Regions from separate parts of the Rattus norvegicus genome. Here region 2 is linked to region 1. A link is a contact called in public Hi-C data. All regions are on one chromosome and are shown on one strand. The core of a region is the stretch at or near the end of the contact, and the rest is flanking DNA. Distances in the headings are between cores, read along the strand shown. Region 1 holds the start of Pola2 (DNA polymerase alpha 2, accessory subunit). Region 2 holds the start of Atg2a (autophagy related 2A).

What was found. A called contact is a pair of places that touch in the nucleus more often than the background predicts.
Region 2: a Hi-C map of the A7r5 cell line shows a contact between it and region 1, with 2.3 times the contacts expected there. The contact joins the promoter of Atg2a here to the promoter of Pola2 in region 1. A contact is called at or near these places in 3 of 12 Hi-C or Micro-C datasets (the A7r5 cell line, kidney and mammary epithelial cells).

What each region holds. Positions count from the first base shown.
Region 1 is chr1:212,679,193-212,681,909 of GRCr8, forward strand. Pola2 (DNA polymerase alpha 2, accessory subunit) reads right to left here and starts at 1,350. Exons shown (of 18, transcript NM_053480.2): 1 at 1,141-1,350. The coding sequence starts at 1,219.
Region 2 is chr1:212,970,534-212,973,233 of GRCr8, forward strand. It overlaps Atg2a (autophagy related 2A), which reads left to right and starts at 1,289. Exons shown (of 40, transcript NM_001109545.1): 1 at 1,289-1,589. The coding sequence starts at 1,419.

The DNA.
Region 1 (2,717 bases), core at 100-2,599:
CAGGAGTCGCAGTCGCTAGTTGCAGAGGATCCTACTCCCTCCTCTGGCTTTTGAGGGCTCTGCCTTCACACGGTGCACTTGTATATTCCAGACAAACAGTCATTCACATAAGTAAACCTAACTTTAAAAGAACAGGTTTTATCGAAGAGAAGACGACGAACTGTGGCAGATTCAAAATAAGAACTAGGATTTATCCCCGACTTTGGCAAGACAAAGGCCATCAGTTATCCCAGTAACAGCAGGTTGCTAAATTTGGGAGGACAAAAAAGCTACAGAAAGGACTTAAGAAAACTTAAGATATCAAGTACCCTTCTGAAGAGGCCTGCTGTAATCAGGAAGGGGAGAATTCAGGTGTGGGATCAACAAAGCACTTTAAGCAGAAGACATACCCCTGCCAGTTGCGGTGGACCTGCCTTCGGCTGTCAACAGCAGCCACAACAAAAATCAGGAACACACTTCATAGCCTCATAGGGACTAAAGACACCGAAACTTTATTTTATATGCATGGGTATTTTGCTTGTATTTAAGTGCACAACATGCATGCACTGCCTGAGGTGGCCAGAAGAGGGCACAGGATCCTCTGGAATGGGAGTTGCAGATCCCTTGGGAGCAAGGAAGTGAATGTTGGTCCTCTGGAAGAGCAGTAAGTGCTCTTAACCACGGGGACCATCTCTCCAGCACCAAGGGACAGAGTCTTCAAAATATTTCAATTTCTTTTTTAAAAAATAATTTATTCGTTATTACTTTGTGTGCATTAGTGTTTTTCCTGCATGTATGTCTGTGTGAGGGTGTCCACCTAAAGGGATCCCTACTTGCACAGTCCACTAAAAACTCTGATGAACCGGAATGGTGGTGCATATCTTTAATCCCAACAACTCGGGAAGCAGAGGCAGGCAATCTCTGTGAGTTCAAGGCCAGCACAGTAGTCTACATAATGAGTTCTGGGGTTACAGAGAAACTCTGTCTTTAAAAAAAAACAACTCTGATGAGAAAAGTCATTGAGCGACAGATGACTAGGTGTGAGCTGCAAACGTTTCCAGTGCCTCCTATTGGCAATGTCACCTGTTGTTTCGTCAGGACCCAAGCGGTACCCCATGAGCATATGTAACTTGGAAGCGATCCCCTCGGGTCGGGACTCACATTTCTCCAGCAGGGAGTCCTCGCAGTCCAGGCCGAAGATCTGTAGCTCCTCCGCCAGCTGCTGGGTGGACACGGCCATGCCGGGAGCCTGCCGCAGGGCTCCGACTTCAGCTCAAATCTGCCCGGCAGAGGCTTATTCTTTCACTTTGTGGGAAGGTGACAGGGACCGGTCACAAGACCACCTGGCCTAAGCCCTCAGACGACCCCAACCACCAGGTCACAGAGAAATACTTCAACAACCCTCGAGAGGTCTCGATCCGGAGAGAAAACTTGCTTCCGAATGCTACAGCCAGGAAAAACCCGCCAAACGCTTTGCCTAGCGCGCGCTTGCGCGAGGTCCGGCTCAACCCCGCCCTCCTCGCGCACGCGCGGGTCCTCCCATTGCGGCTGCGTAGGACGCGCCCTGTGCGCGTCAGTGGGCAAGTAAGTTGAGCGTCGGGATCTCGTACTGTGGCTGGCGTCCGGATCTCGTACTGTAGCTGCTCCTGGAGTCGCCTGTTTTGCTAAGATCCGCGATGCCTGTTGGCCCCCCTCCCCCCCCTTTTTTTTCTTGGCCAGGAGGCGCTGTTCGTCTGTATCTTGTAGTGACTGAAACTTGTGCCCGGCATGGCCCCCGAGGGGTACTTAGCTCCTTCCTCCTACACCTCAGGATCTCCATCCTGCTGTACCTTGGTTTGTCCTGATCTAAGGCTTCCGTAGGCAATGTGGCTATTATAGCTGTTATGATTGTCAGTCACGGGGATAGCCCTGTTTTCTTGAGCCTGTGACGTTTTGGTGAATCCAGGGTGAAGAGATGATTAATAAGAATTTCCAGGTCGAGGTTCCAAAGTGGGCAACTGGAGTCCAGGTCACTGAAGGGGTAGTATTTAGAAAGTAAAATGAGACGTGCATTCTTTTCCTGATATATTTCTAATTTTTCGAACCAAAAATCTCCATTGATTTAGCTTAAGTCAAGTGACCTGTGACACCATAAGAATGGAACGAAGGACTGACAGAGCCTTTAAGAAAAACAGTTTGAAACTAGTCCTGGTAGCACACACCTGTAATTTCAGCGCTTGGAGGCTAAAGCAGATCTCTGCAAGCTCTAGCCAAGGCTATACAGAGAGACCCCGTCTCAATAAACAAACAAGAAACCCCAAGTAGGACAGAAGAGATGGCCTAGCAGTTACGCTTACTAGTCTCACAAAGAACTTGGGTTTGGTTCTAGGACTCATGGGGTGGCTCAGAGCTGCCTATTACTCCAGTTTCAGGGGACCTGACACCTTCTGGCACCATGGGCTCCTATATGCTCATGGTACACTACACTCAGGTACTCATAACACCCATTAAAAAACATGACTTTAGGGGCTGGAGGGATGGCTCAGAGGTTAAGAGCACTGACTGCTCTTCCAGAGGTCCTGAGTTCAATTCCCAGCAACCACATGGTGGCTCACAACCATCCGTAATGGGATCTGACGCCCTCTTCTGGTGTGTCTGAGGACAGCGACAGTACAGTGTACTCACATACAAGAAATAAATAAATCTTTAAAAAAAAAAACATGACTTTAGCCCAGCACTAGGGAGGCAGAGGCAGGCAG
Region 2 (2,700 bases), core at 39-2,538, 290 kb after region 1:
TTGCTGTTCTGAAATTCGCTTTGTAGACTATAGGCTAGTCTGGAACTCACTGGTCTGGTGTATGTCCCCAAGGGAATCCTGGCTTTGATCTAAATGCCAGACTTTGGGAAAAGGGGACCTGACAGAAATTTTAAAAAGGAGAGAAATGTGTGTGTGTGTGTGTGTGTGTGTGTGTGTGTGTGTGTGTCCGAGCCCGAGTTCATGTGAGAGAGAGAGAGAGAGAGAGAGAGAGAGAGAGAGAGAGAGAACACATCTGTCTTCAATCCCAGCTTTTAGAAGCAAAGGCAGATGCATCTCTCAATTCAAGGATAGCTTAGTCTACAGAGAATTCCAAGACAGCCAGCACTACACAGAGAAACTTTGTCTCGGAAAAACAAAAAAAAGAAGAAGGAGGAGGAAGAAGGAGGAGGAGGAGGAGGAGGAGGAGGAGGAGGAGGAGGAGGAGGAGGAGGAGGAGGAGGAGGAGGAGAAGAAGAAGAAGAAGAAGAAGAAGAAGAAGAAGAAGAAGAAGAAGAAGAAGAAGAAGAAGAAGAAGAAGAAGAAGAAGAAGAAGGAAAGAAGGAAAGAAAGAAAGAAAGGAAGGAAAAGAAAAAGTGGAAACAAATAGTGCCTCTTAGGGAGTTAATAAGAATGGATAAGATAAACGGCTAAAAAAGTTTATAGGGTTGGGGATTTAGCTCAGTGGTAGAGCGCTTGCCTAGCAAGCGCAAGGCCCTGGGTTCGGTCCCCAGCTCCGGAAAAAAAAAAGTTTTATCGGGCTGGGCGTGGTAGTGCATGCAAACCTTAAATTCCATCACTAGGGAGGCAGAGGAAGATGAGTTTGAGGCCAGCCTGGTCTACAGAGTGAGTTTCAGAACAGCCAGAATACAGAAAAGCTTGTCACAAAAAAAAATGTTTATAAAATGCAGATGTGTATTTGTTGCCAAAATGCAGTCTGCAAAACTCGCACTGACTTTACTCCTCTGATTAGCGGTCTACAAAGTTAGGTGGGTCGCTGTTCCTTTAAATTCTTCCCAATCAGCTAAAGAAGGTGGACAAATCGGCACATGCGCACTCTTCCTGGCCCGACTGTCGCCCTACGGTTACAGCCTTCCCGCAGCTTGTAACAAGGAGGTTAAAGGTCCTCCCACTCAGAATTTATGCGCAAGCGTAAACTACGATTGGGAGCTTTTCATCTCGCAAAGAGTCCAGTCCCTTTTTCGCTCCTTAAGGCTCCGCCTCCCACGGCCAATCAGTGGGCCTCGCCCTTCTCAATGACCAATGGCAGTGAGCGTGGGGGCGTGGTTGGGCGTCCGGGGGCGCGGCCTGGCGCTGAGAGAAGCGGCGGGGCGAACCGGGGGCTCTAGTGAACAGCGCAGCCGGACGGAGATCGCCGGCTGTCGGCCAGCGGAAGCGGCCCGGGCCCGGCGGTCCCCGAGATGTCACGATGGCTGTGGCCATGGTCGAACTGTGTGAAAGAGCGTGTCTGCCGCTACCTGCTACAGCACTACTTGGGTCACTTCTTTCAGGAGCACCTCAGCCTGGACCAGCTCAGCCTGGATCTGTACAAGGGCAGCGTTGTCCTGCGGGATATTCACCTGGAAACCTGGGTGAGGAGGCACAGCAGAGGCGGGATTGTGCGGAGAGAGGGAGCACGGGCCACCAAAGGGTCCTCGCGGAAGATTTGGGCTGGAGGACAGACACTGTGCTTGGAGAGACCAGTGGGTCCCCGACAGCCTTCGCCAGGCCCCCTGGCTGGTCCTTCACCTCTTAGCCAGAAGCTAGGAGTCCCTGTCTTCACCTCTCTAGGGGAGGGACACATTAGGAAGTGAGATGTCACTTATCAAAAGAATGTCACCATCATCATGCGGAGTTTGGGGGAGCTGGTTGGGTAAGGGGATTCCCGAGAGTTTGGGAGGGGGGCAGAGAAACGTGGAGAGCTGGGCAGTGAGTTGGAACTAGGGTGGTTCAGGGGAGGCTTTGAGGGTGTTAAGACCCCTTCCAGGGGCACCTGTGGAAAGATATGTGCTGACCTCCTCACCCCGATGATCCTGTGCATAAGGGGAGGAGATCTCCCCCGGATGTGGATGTCAACAACAGCGTCACTGCCTACTGTGTTGATCCACTCCTCGTGTGACTGTTGCAGCTTTCTACTTCCTGCTTTTGGGAGAGTGGGAGGGGCCTACCTTGGGTTTAGGGAGGGACTTGGTCTCTGGGATCTCCACCTGGAGGGCAGCCCTCCAGGAAAGATGTAGAGGTTTAGCTTCGGGCTAGCTGGGAGTGGGGGATGGGAGGAGGAGCTGGGAGATGATGCTTAGGAGATCTGAGGCCTAGGGTATGGAGTTGGAAAGGAGAATGGACTGGCAAGTGAGGGCCACTGAGTCACAGCTGATGACTGGGGAGTAGCCATGGAGCCACCAATTAGAGGTACCAGCTTAGGGTTGGTATGGGGTCATCCTTCTAGCTCCAGAGAAGTAGAATGGGCATGTGGCAGGGCTTTCTCTACTCTGGCTGGCCTCTGGGTCTGCAGCTTCACTCAGAGCTAGAGGTGAGCCATGCCTTTGGGAACAAATGTGGGTTGAAGAGATGGTGCCATCTTCTCATGGCCTGTTATAGCAGCAATCTAACCTCGGCTTCTTAGGCTGCTCAGAAAAATATCCAGCATCTGGGCTCCCCCTTTTTGCTTTCAGCCAGAATGCCTTCCCAGTCCACTCCTGTTCC